Linked DNA regions of Zea mays: region 1 is linked to region 2. A link is a contact called in public Hi-C data. All regions are on one chromosome and are shown on one strand. The core of a region is the stretch at or near the end of the contact, and the rest is flanking DNA. Distances in the headings are between cores, read along the strand shown.

Region 1 (6,666 bases), core at 3,906-6,405, 100 kb before region 2:
TGTGTCTTCCATAGTTTCCAGCAAAACAAAGGCCCAAACCTCATTTCCTTTCAGCCATTTATGCACTTGCAAAACTGAGACATCTTGTATATAATTCTGATGTTGTGAGGCATCACCTTTGAGTGTCACCCACACCCCCTTATGTCTGAATTTCATCACCTTTTGGTCCCAATCACAGTGCATAGGACTGAACTGTCTCAGCCATTCATACCCCAAAATCACATCAAAAGCACTATGAGTTAAAATTCTCATATCAATACAAAAAGAAACTCCATGAGACCACCATTCCACTTCCTTTACCATTTTATCACACACCATGATTTCCCCATTAGCCACCTTCACCTTGACTGGAGAACAACCCATCTCTGCTAACCCCAGTAATTGCACCATATGAGAACTGATAAAATTTGATGAACTTCCTGAATCAATCAGCATCACCAGATTCTGTTTATTCACCATTGCACTCACCATCATACTGTTCTCATCATCTCTACCAGCCATAGCTTGCAGAGACACTTTACAACATACTTCCTCCTTATCATCCTCCTGTTCCAGTTGTTTCAACACATCATCAGTGAGCACAATGGGTTCCTCCTTGGTAATAACAGCATTTAGATGTGCTTGAACCCTTTTGGTGCATTTAGCAAGGTGACCCGGCTCAAACTTCTCCCCACACGCATAACACAATCCATTCAACTTCCTGAACTCCCTTACTTGCCTCTCCTTAGACAAATCACCCCCCATAATTTGAGGTTTGCCTTCTCCTCTAACCCCTGCATTCAACTGCTTGCCAACCCCATAGGGTCTTGTTACTTTCAACTTCCCTCTCTCTAAAACTTCTTGTTGGGTTTGGGCTAGAAGAATAGCTCGATCCACAGTGGTAGGTAACTGCACCTCAACCACCCCCTGGATTTCAAATTTGAGACCTCTCACAAATTGAGTCACAAAATAGGTTTCATCAAACAATGGATAATGCACTGTAACACCATATCTGGCCTGCTCAAATTCTGAAATATATGCTTCAAGAGTATCTATTTGTTTGAGCGCCATTAATCTCCTCAAAGCCTTTGGGTAAGCAGCAGCACCAAACTTAGCTGTCACCGCAGCCACAAACTCTTGCCATCCGCCAATCCCATGTCTCAGTTTATGAGTCTTCCACCACTATGATGCAATATTCTCCAAGTTCAACGAGGCCACAGAAACCCAAATAGATTCAGGTATCCGGTAAACAGTGAAATATTCCTTGCACTAATCTAACCAAACAACAGGATCTCCCTCTGAGAATTTTGGAAATGGCAGTTTAGGAATAACTTGATTACCTAAATCCACAGGTTGACGAGGATCATTTCTCAAATACTTCGGTCCATTCAAAATTCTTCAAAAGATTGGCTTGGTGGCATATGAGTTGGAGCTTCCATCTTCTTCTCAGATTCATCCAATATTCCATGTTTCACAACTGAAGGCTTTTACTTCTTCCACTACTCCTATGTATTCAGATTTATCTCAGATGGTGGATCTATCTGGTGCTGATGTGAAACCATTGAAGATTTTGGAACGACGATTGGTGCGTAGAGGAAATCATCCAGTGGTTCAGGTGAAGGTGTTGTGGTCACATTTTACTGATGAAGTGACTACTTGGGAGTATTATGATGTGCTCAAGACCAGATTTTTTGCTGATTTTGATTGGGACAATCAAACTCTAAGCGAGGGGAAGATGTCAGATGCCTAGGTATGTGAAGTTGCATTATCGCCTAGTAGTAGTCTTGGTATTCTTAGATCTGTGAGATGGGCCTGTGTGCGGCCTGTTAGTCTGCTTAATGGCCTGTTAATAGGCTTGTAATAGGAAGATAGACTTCTATAAATACTAGATCTGGTGGTTGAGAAGACAGTTATGAATTGAATAATAGAAATCCAGAGATTCGAATCATTCCTGAGTCTTGCTTACCTGGAGAGTTCTTCCTCGGTTGTCACCGTGGTGGCCTCGTCCGTAGCAAGGAGAGCTCACGTCGGAGTAGATCTGCTACCCTCGGCCACGGGTCATCACAGAAAGCAATTGCATTTTGTCTATGCCTAATTGTTGCATTAGCATGGAAGAACTTAGTCCCAACATCCCCACATGTCGCCCACTTAATCAGCCCCTTTGTTTCCAATAAGACTTCTCTTGGATCAAGAGAGACAGGAGTTTATCATTTAGAGCTAATCTGAAATTCCATTCTTGCACTGTGAGATCCCTACATTCCTCAATGAAGTCAACAAGTTGAATTATGAGTTTAGTGTTATCGATGAGATCCTTAAATTTTGGCAATTGCTTATGTCATATCTTAATGACATTTCTGGATTTTTTTGAACTTTGCCATAAGCCTTCGCACTGGATCAGGTTGATAAATCGGTTGCTGCCAGGAGTTCTTAAAAACTGACTTGAAGTCTGCTAGTTGAAGCTAGTAGTTTTCAATCCAAAACAGTTGCGGTCTTGGAATATTTGTTTTAACTGAAACAGCCCACGAAACATGATCAGAAATATCTCTAGCAAGGGTTAATGCAGTTGTCCCTAGGAAACAGTCCGACCAGGCCTAGGAGACAAAGCACCAACCAAGTTTTTCTAAGTTCGCTTGACCCTTGAGGGGAATTTCTTGCACACCTAACTGACTAATAGTTGCATTGAAACTCATCATGAGTTGAGTGTTAGCGCCCAACTTATTTATGTTATCTGGTGACCTGATTAAGTTAAAATATCCTAAGAATAACCATGGCATTTCTGATGGCATTGATATATTAGAAAACCATTGAAGAAAAGATTCTCGGCCATTAGGTGTGTAAGGTGCATAAATATTTGTGAGCCACCATGTTTGATTAGAAAGCTTGAAACATAATTGCACAATATGCCCAAATTCATTTTCATGAATCAATACTCCAGAAAAGACCGCCTTTTTCCAAACTGTGATAAAGGCCCCCCCTGAAGCACCAATAGAAGGTGTAAACCAAAAATACTCAAACCCATGAGGGCAAAAATTGTGAATATATGCAGCATCAAAGTACTCACGTTTAGTTTCCTGAATGCAAACAATATCACTTTCTAATTCAATTACTTTAGAGTAAATGTTAAAGATACATTCTGCATGGTATATCGTTTGCTGCATAGTAAAGAGGAAAATAGGCAACTTAAATATTCTGTTTCTTGCGCTCTTTGTATCGAGCCACAAGAGATAAAACTTTTCACGTATTTTTTGTGTGTATATCCGCGTGACTTATGATGTAGTGGCTGGTGATTTTCTGGTGCCTGTTTTTTTTTACTAATTTACATTTTGATTTCCACTATATCTTGAATCAATCTGATCATGGAAATCGTGGACGAGTCGGGTTTCTTCCTTTTTTTGTATGTGGTTATATATGTTGAGCTCACTTACTTATAGAGGGAGACATCATATGCTCCTGAACACAAGAGAAAAACCGATCTACTAGGTTGATCGACCTTATGCTTCCACTATCAGTGACGTTGGCGTGATGCATCGATCACGTGACTATTCGTTGAGTTGATCTACGCTGCAACGTTCTGTGGCCTTATCAAGCCTTCGTTCTCGATCTTATCGTCGATTACGCTAGAGCGATCCCAAATAATGACGAGTTTCTCTTTCACGTTTAATGTAGATTTGATATTCTATATGGATTTGATGTTTTTCGCTATGTGTGTTCTATCTCTAATTTTTTTACTAGTTGGAGTTAACTTAATCTTTGAAGTGTGTAATTCTTTGACACTTGCAAACAGTTTTTTTCCTAGCTAGGTTTAGAGCTGAAAGTTGGGCCGTGCAGGGCTGGTATGGCCCGCGCCCATAATGCTTTGGTTATTTTTTTCTATACCAACACGACATGAAATAATTTTAGGCTAGACCGTGCCGTGTGCAGATACTAAAAGCTAGACCCGGTCCGGCTCAAAGCACAACGGGCCAATGATCATGTCTTGCCGGAAAAAAAACTTGTATATATCTAAAAAAATATATCTTCAAAATATTTATAACTTTGCTATAGACTAAAAAATCATAGGAGAAAGAGAAATTAATGTTTTCTGTAACTTTTGTGAAGAGATAAAAGAATATTGAAGTACAAAATAACCATCTAAACGTTAGTTTTCTAATCCATGCCTCACTTGCCTAAGTTTAAATTACACCACGAGTCCACGACCCATTTACATTTACCTTCGCGCTGAACCGTGCTTTAGACTCTGTATTTTCGTGTGGCCCCGCCCAAACTTTTAGACGTAGCTAGGTCGAGTATCGGCAACAAAGACCGAGTTGCTTCCTTGTTTATTTCTGTGGCTATATGATGGGTAGCCAATCAACTCTGTAGACTCGGCATTCAAGAGATGATGGAATTGCTCCAGCCCGTGTTCAGTCCAGTGCTTGCTTGTGTTCACTCCGGTTGGCCTTGCGTGTGGTGCTGGAGGATCAATCGACAGCCAGAATAACCCCTGCTATTGACACCGGACACCGATCAGTCCATCTAGGCAAGATTTCAAGTTTAGGCCCACTGCTAGGGTCCTAATCATGCCATTAAAATCTCAGCGATCAGCGGCGTCCACCACTTGGTCAGTACGAAGGCACATCAGTGTCACCACCCGTCGCGACCACGCACTACGGATGCCTGCCTGTCAAGTGCCAAGACCCGCGCGCTCGGCGAAGTCCTCCTCTCCTCTCCCGGCCTGAGCCGCCGCTCTGGGGCCGGTAGAAACGGCCGGCCGCCGTCGCTGGGCGCTGGCAACTCCCCGCGCCGTTCAGCGTCGTGCGGCGGTGAGGTCGGCCAGGTCACCGCAAAATTAGCATGCTGCAGCGTCAGAGGGGTTACGGTCACGACTGGTCGCTCGCCTTGCATCCGGGACGCTGGTGCGTTTGTGAACGTGAACGACCCAGAGGTTGCACGCGTCGGCGTCGCCGTCCCACCCCACGGTGGATTTGGCTGGTCTGAGACAGCGAGGGAGCCTGCGGGTCAAGCGTGAAGCGGGAGACAAGAGCCTGGGTGAAGTGCGCATGAGCTGTGATGAGCTCAGGTAACGGCAGGGAGGTGTCCTCGCCGTGTCTGGAGAGCTTTTCACGGTGACGGCGAGGGTGGCTTTCATCGTTTTCGAAGGATGGATGATACACGGCACTGGATCGGGCTCGAGCGTGTACTTTCTCCGAGCCCAGAAAGCCCACATTATGATTGGCCACGCACGAAGCTTGCCTATCCTTTCTGGCCCAACAACTGCAGCGGAAATCAAACACGCAGGATGATTTCCTTCTCGCCCTCGTCCCATTCCACTTTCTTCCTTTATTCTTATACTTCCTCCGTTTCTTTTTATTAGTCGCTAAATAGTGTAATTTTGCACTATCCAGCGACTAATAAAAAGAAACGGAGGGAGTATATGCTTAGGTTATCTCTAACAATTTATTCATCATATCTTATATCCTATTTTATGTTTTAAATTAAGTTTAGAGTGCAAGATAGTATTTTCCACAACCATATATCCAATCTGCTTGAGACAACCTTATCTCTTATCTCGTATGGTAGCAATTATTATTGTAGCATAGCTGAGCCGATGATGTTGTTGATGTGGACCCCACTCAGTGTAATTAGTAATTAGTTATTCAAAATCAGAAACCATAGCTCACACTGATGACTCTCTCTCTCTCTATCCTTTGGTGACGCAAGGTAAAAAAAATGCCCGAGAGTTTGATTAGCCGAAGAGCCTGAAACGGTGAAAAAACAACTAGAAGCCATTGGGCTATTAAATAAACATACAACAATCAGGATCAGAATAATATAGGCGTAGCAGCTATCCTGAGTAGGTGGTAGGAACAATCTAAGAGATCAGATGTTTGAGAGGTTAGCATGCCATTCTTGTTTCAGATACATCGTTCAATACTCAGGCTTCTTGCACATTCTAATAAATATATAAAAATATTTAAAGATAATATACTGCTAAGAAAGTAAGAAATGAGTACTAATAGGATACATATTCCTTTTCAAATACAAAATGTGTTTTTATAGGATATAAATTTCAACAAAACAAATTGACACACAGATTCCAGATTCGACCCTAAAATTGCATTATATTAAATAGTCAAAATTTATCATATTCTTATATCTCTCCTAACTTTTTGGAGAAATGCTTCAAATTCAGTTGTTTTATTTAGACTTATCAACCATACTTTTACGAGTTGCAACAAATTCATGTCTAACAGTGACACTAGTACACAGAAGCTCTATAGTGGCGGTTCTAAACATATTTACACTGGCGTTTTTCAGTACCGCCAGTGCTAGGGGTCAGTGGAAATCAGCATTTCCACTGGCGGTTATTTTGGAACCGCCAGTGAAAAGTTCATTTTCACTGGCGGTTTTCTTAACGAACCGCCAGTGAAAAGTGCATTTCCACTGGCGGCTGAATAAAGAAAACCGCCAGTGGAAATGCATTTTCACTGGCGGTTTTCTTAACGAACCGCCAGTGTAAATGCACTTTTCACTGGCGGTTTTCTTTATAAAACCGCCAGTGGAAGTTTTCCCGCCTTTTTTCAAAATTTCAAACAATACTGAATTATATATATATTTATTTACACACACACAAACATATATATATATATATCTATATTGATATTGAAAGCAACATGAAATTAAATTCTATCATACATTTATATACAT
Region 2 (6,006 bases), core at 3,439-5,938:
CAATACCCATGTACTGTTCACGCTGACTTGTATTCACTCGTGCGTCACGCTTGGACTTTTGCCTTCTGTCAAGCCAAAGGTACAAATGTAATTCAATATTTTCCATGTTCATTCATGATGATATAATAAAGATATATTAATGATGTAATATGATTATTCATGTTATTTATCGTGTTTTATATGTTTCTTCTTTCATTAATATATATATACTGCGATGATGAAGGTACGTCCTTCATGACCTTCGTCTGAAGATCATTATATCCTAAAGGAGATAATGCTTCGAAGGACGAAGGACTTTAACCATTAACATTTTGTGTTGCCTTGTTCTTAACTCATAGCATTTGAGAACAAGTCCCCAACACCATTATTATCTTCATTTATCTATATTCCTCTGTTTTCTTATTTGTGTTCATGTTTATATGATAAAATGATGAAGGTGTGTCCTTCATGACCTTCGTCTGAAGATCATTATATCCGAGAGGAAATAATGCTTCAAAGGACGAAGGTCTTTAACCATTAACAATTGTGTTGCCTTGTTCTTGACTTATAGTATTTGAGAACAAGTGACCAACAGACACCCCGGGCCTGCCCCACGCGTCCCACCTCGGCGCCGTGTCCTATAGGCCCCACGTCCAGCGCCTGCGCAGTGCTCTTTCAACTATTGTTCTGTGGACCTCCAGCGCCTGCGCAGCCAGCTAACTACGTCTGTCCAGCACTCGACTCCGCCCGCGCAAAAAGTAGTGCAAAGCGAGCAATCGAACTCACACCCACTCCAAAAATTTGGAGCTAACCACCCGAGCACATATACCTTAGTGTTTAGAAAATAAACAATAATTATATTTAAATAAATATCTCAATATATATCTATATAATATATAACAACCATAGTAAAGCACGAGTAACTGACTAGTTAAGATTTAAGAGGGGGTATATATTAAAACGAATTACATTGATCGAATTTAGAAAAGTTCATCTCCTCCTGTCCCCCATATAAATTTGTCTCTAGATTGTCGCAAAGTCGCAAAGGTACAGTTGCCAGTACGTTTGATAAATTCTGCAGCTTTCCATATCTAGTGTGTGATGCCGTATCATGTGATCCTGCTTATAGAAGGGATAAATGAGAGGAGAGAATAGAGAGGATGAAGTACCCTCTATATCTAGGTGAAAATCCTCTGAGGGTCGAAGCGTTGCTATGCATATTCGTGTCCGATGCCCCTGTCCCTGTGGCTGCCATGATCTTTGTGCCTCTTGTCTTCTGGTGGTTCTTTACAAAATGCTCCATGACTGCATGATAGTTCGCACATGGTGCGCAAGTTTGTTTTTTTTTATCTGTACTTCTTTTCTTGCTTACAGAAAGGTACACGGACACCCAAATAAATTCTGGCTTCGAAGTTGTGCCTGGCGCCAGCATATTTCAAGTTGCAACAGTGGAGCCGTAAGGAGCCCTTTTCTTCAGGATCATTCGGGAGTACACAAATAGACCTGGGGTTGTCCAAAGAAAACATGTATTTCTCGCTTACATAAAGCTAGTCTACTTAATACGTTACACCCGAATCTGTACGAGGACCGTAAAGAAATTTCCAAAGATACAAGCTTTTTGAAAAGAGTACACGACCAAAGAAGATTATGTGGTTGCAGTGATCACCAGCGAGCACGGTATCCTGGCTGCTTCAGTGCTACCCCCTACGGGCATATTCGGTTACACCAATCCATAAGGGGATTGGTGAGGTTTAAATCCTCTTCTAGTCATTTTTAACTAGAAAAGGATTTAATCCCCTCCAATCCGCTTCTGAATTGTTGTAACCGAACAAGCCCTACAAGGGTTGATCATTTAAGCTAATCCTTGTTTGTCGGGTAAGGTTTGGTTGCAGAATTCCTCATGTTAGAGCCTCATGAAACGTGCTTGCTTCAAGCTACAGCCGTCTGCTTACCACCAACCCAGTATTGCTTCACGGCATACAAGATCTTCTCGCGCACGAGGGGGCCATCCTCGTGATCAACCATCTTCGTGTCCCACCTCATACCCAGAGCGAGGCTGTTCACCTTGGTCAGGACGTCTACGTCGTCCCGTATTATGACGGCGCCTTCGGGCCTCAAGATGCGGTCCATCTCCAGGAGAACATCTTCCATGCTGCACCTGTTGGTAGTTTCAGTAGATAAAACAGATCAGCACAGGCAATGCAAGCTATGGATTCACTACAAAGGACAAAGAGTAGCTTACTTGGTTTTATACAAGGTGAAAAGACCGCTAGCGTGGATAAGATCATACGTCCTTGGATAAGTAGAGAAAGCCTCACACCTGCAATAGAGTAGTGTGTAAAACACTGTAAGTTCATGGTCACTAGCACACTACTTTTTTGAGCACACGATTAAAGCGTGAAATGTCAAACCAGTCATGATATATGCCGATCAATCCTCGCTCATACACAGCCCCCAGGGTGGGCATCTTCGCGATGGTCGGCACAACATTCATCACCCAAGATTTCGGGGACTCTATTGCTGCGGCGAATCCCCCGTACTGTGCATTCATGTCCATAATGTTCCTGTATCTACCAGTAAGCAGATACTTGTTCACACTGCTGTAAGACTTCACATGCTTCTTCCACATTTTATTGTCTTTCTGGAAGGCCTGGGATGAAACGCCTGGGACCAAACCATTAGCGATTCTTGGAGGAACTGCGTTGAGCCTGGCTGGGAAGGGTTTGATTGCACCTCCAGCTACGTCGTTTTCATCTTTTACATCTGGAAGGGGTGTCACACAGGCCTTCATCTTCTTGTACCTGACGAAGTAGCAGCAGTTTGTAAGAATTTGGAACAGAAAAGAACCATACAAACCAAAACACTCTGTTCAAATGACTGAAACAAGATCACAGGAATAGCATACCAGACATCATCTGGGTTTGTTGATTCACACATCTGCACAGCTGATTCTTCTTGCCTAGAAGGGCAAGACTCGGTATTCACCCTTTTCCTCCATATCGCCATCTCGCCCTTCTCTGAGACTTTTTCCCAGCATAGAAGGTCAGCAATTTCCTCTATTCTGTTCTGCTCTGCCTCAAGATCCTTCTTTGTGCGTTGCCAGCCCTTGTAGTTCACCTTCCAGTTAATTGGAGGGCCAGACAGCACCCAGTAGCCACCAGGCCTTAGAACCCTATCAACTTCCATCATGTACATTCCATCTGCAAAGGTGTGAACATTATTTCGGGTTGTAAAATAACTTACACCAAACATAAATGAATGCTCTAAGTATTAATGATAGTCCCTTAGAACATTTGCTTTGATGAAGAATAGTATAAGAGAACGCGTGACTAAGCTTACCATTTGCTCCCCATGGAATCAAGCACCTGGAACAATGGGCCATGTCAAAGGCCCTCGATGGATAGGGAAGTTTTATTGTACCAAGGACGCCAATAACAGCAGGGACACCTCTCTCCAGAGCAAACTGCACTTGTGCCTCGTGTGAATCTCTCGGGGCAAACGACATGGCCAAGACATTCCTCTTCAACAAATAAGCTCCCCAGCTAGCCACCTGAAATAGTTATGGTGTGTTAAGACATGAGCTAGTCAGCTAGATTTGGTAACCTAGCTCGAATTAGCAGCAAGCGATATGCAGTTTGGCATTTCCTCTTACCCCGCACCCAGTGTCAAGTGCAGTCCTGACAGTTCCATTGGCGATCGGAACGACTGATGCAAGCTGATCAATATACTTGTCTGCTCCCTGCGGGAATTGCGTCCCTCCACCAGGGAATCTGAATACATTACCCTCATATTGGACCCAGTTCTGGATGGCTTTCTCGACTGTCAAGCTCTTATATGGGCAATTCGCGAAAGGGACATAGTCCCGGCTCTTCGGCCACGGGAACGGAGCCACATAGCCTTTTGGGGGTGGAACCAAACAGTGCAGCTTCTCCTTCTGCGCCGGGCAATGCCGCTCTCTGTAATTCATGTTCTCCCTAGGGAACTTCATCGCCCTGTTCTGGTCTTGGCAGGGGGTGTAGTCCGTGTAGAGATCAGGGCACGGCTTGAACTTCTTCGACGGAGAAACCAGGCTGCTAGAGTTGCCACTGGCTTTAGAATGGTGGGTGTCGAAGCTAAGGTTCGGCACGACGGTGCAGTCGGTGCGCTTGGTGACCTCCAGCGCGATGCTGTCCCCCTTGCCGAACCCGCTCTTCTGCCACGCCCCGAGGATGTAGAAGAAGCAGCACATGCCAATCACTATGCACAGGGATACCGTGCTCCTGGTCCGGTTGTCGCTGGAGCTCGCCTTCAAAGCCATGGCTGATGGCTGGCTTACCCTGAGGAATTAGACAGCCGAAAACATGAACTTTTTTGCGCTGTTTAGTAATGCTTACTAGGAATGCGCATAGAATTAAAATGCTACGGTTCAGGGGGGCGGATCTCTGCAAAAACAATCTTAATGTACATGCATATATACTTGTAGTTAGATCAGATCCAAACACAGTAGTAAAGTTAGCGTTTGGGTGCTCGGTTTCGCACAGCAGGAACCAGGAAGGGAAGGCCGAGGGGTGGCGTACCTGGCGGTGGTTGCCGCCGGCGAAGGGCGCGAGGAAGACCTGGGCAGCTGGCGTAGGACGGCAGCGACGGCCGCCCAGTCGCCGCCGACAGAAAGAGAGGGGTGTGAGGAGGAGGAGGAGAAGCGCGCAACGGGAGAGCAAAAGGAAGGGGTTAAGCTAAGCGACCGCAGTAGAGGGGTTTTATATCTTTATTGTCGAAATTCGAGCGATAACAAACATTCGGTCTGATGACCAATTGACTAATACGAAATTATACTTTAACTAATAATAAAATTTAATTTAATACTGTATGTAATATCGGTTCGAAAAAATAATTGGTCTCCTACTTTTTCGTCAGACAAGTCATCTCATCGAACCTCACAGAGTCACACCCCCTCTACATCCCGCCATTCCCGCTTATATGTTTTCAATCTAAATCTACCACGAGACCAAATTTACGGTCAAAGGCTTAGCATCACCTAAATCCAACACGTGAGTACGAGATCGCATTTAACAACGTCACGGATTTCAATTATAAGGATACATTCGACAATAAAGTTAATTTGCTAGTAGCTCATATATACTTACAAAAACCAAAAAAATAAGTATCCTAACATGTAAGTATCGAAAAACGTGTACAAAACTTAACTTATAGAATATTTTTATTTAGTAAAAAACGAGAGACAACGATAGTTTATGTTTCCGTAGAGGAAAAAAAACTCACACACATTTTATTGTTATGTCGTGTGTGTGTGTTTATTTAATACACATTAATTTTTAATAAACTAGTATGTGTTAAGACTAACCATAAAACAGAGAGCATGATTGTTGTATTTTTTTTTAATAATGGCTGATAAGTCATCCAGCTAAATGCGCAACAAGTTAGGGCATGTTTAGGAGTGAAGTTTTTTCATGGTTTTTAAGAAATAATATAGTATTCATTAATAGTCTAGTATTCTAGATAAAAACTATTTTAGAGAGAGTTTTCAATACTGTGGTTTTGCCAATTTGGAATATTTTTATACTTTCCTGTTCGGCGCGCGCTCTCTGTGAGTTGAGCCAGCCACAGATGCATACGACGACACACACAAGGGAACACATTTGGTCAGGTCATTTGATATGGCCCCTGTTTGGTTCAGCTTCTAGTCGGCTTCTAGCCGCCAGAAGCAGAAGCTGGAACCAAACGCTCAGCTTTTGGCGCGGATTCTGACCGACGCGCTTCGGTAAGAAGCCCCCCGCGCACGCTCCGCTGGAAGCGGCCTTCACTTGGCTTCGGATAGAAGTCTGTCCACTTCGCGTTGGGTTAGGGTACTCGCCAAGCACGCGCCGCCGCAGCGCACCCAACGCGCCGCCGCCGCGCACCCAACGCGCCACAGCTGTCGTCTTCGCAGGTACGGTCGACCTCCATCCGCGAACTCCTCCATCCCAACCGTCTGTTTCCCTCAGCGGCGTCTCATTCCCGTCATTTCTAGGGTTCGCGCAACCTCTTCGC

Evidence for each region. A called contact is a pair of places that touch in the nucleus more often than the background predicts.
Region 1: a contact with region 2 is called in a Hi-C map of tassel, with 3 times the contacts expected there. The contact joins the enhancer-like site here to the promoter of LOC100279910 in region 2. A contact is called at or near these places in 3 of 25 Hi-C or Micro-C datasets (endosperm, leaf and tassel).

What each region holds. Positions count from the first base shown.
Region 1 is chr7:117,723,475-117,730,140 of Zm-B73-REFERENCE-NAM-5.0, reverse strand. No RefSeq gene overlaps it. Among protein-coding and RNA genes, the nearest start is that of LOC100274108, 78 kb to the left of the region's middle. Within about 2 kb of position 5,155, at least 19 of the 20 cell types and tissues checked have an H3K27ac peak or open chromatin away from gene starts, as enhancers often do. A contact at or near this core is called in endosperm, leaf and tassel, where this site is marked.
Region 2 is chr7:117,619,459-117,625,464 of Zm-B73-REFERENCE-NAM-5.0, reverse strand. It overlaps LOC100279910 (Ankyrin protein kinase-like), which reads right to left and starts at 4,688. Exons shown (of 7, transcript NM_001158998.2): 1 at 4,536-4,688; 2 at 3,632-4,295; 3 at 3,319-3,529; 4 at 2,885-3,179; 5 at 2,391-2,780; 6 at 2,222-2,299; 7 at 1,430-2,137. The coding sequence starts at 4,276. The coding sequence ends at 1,909.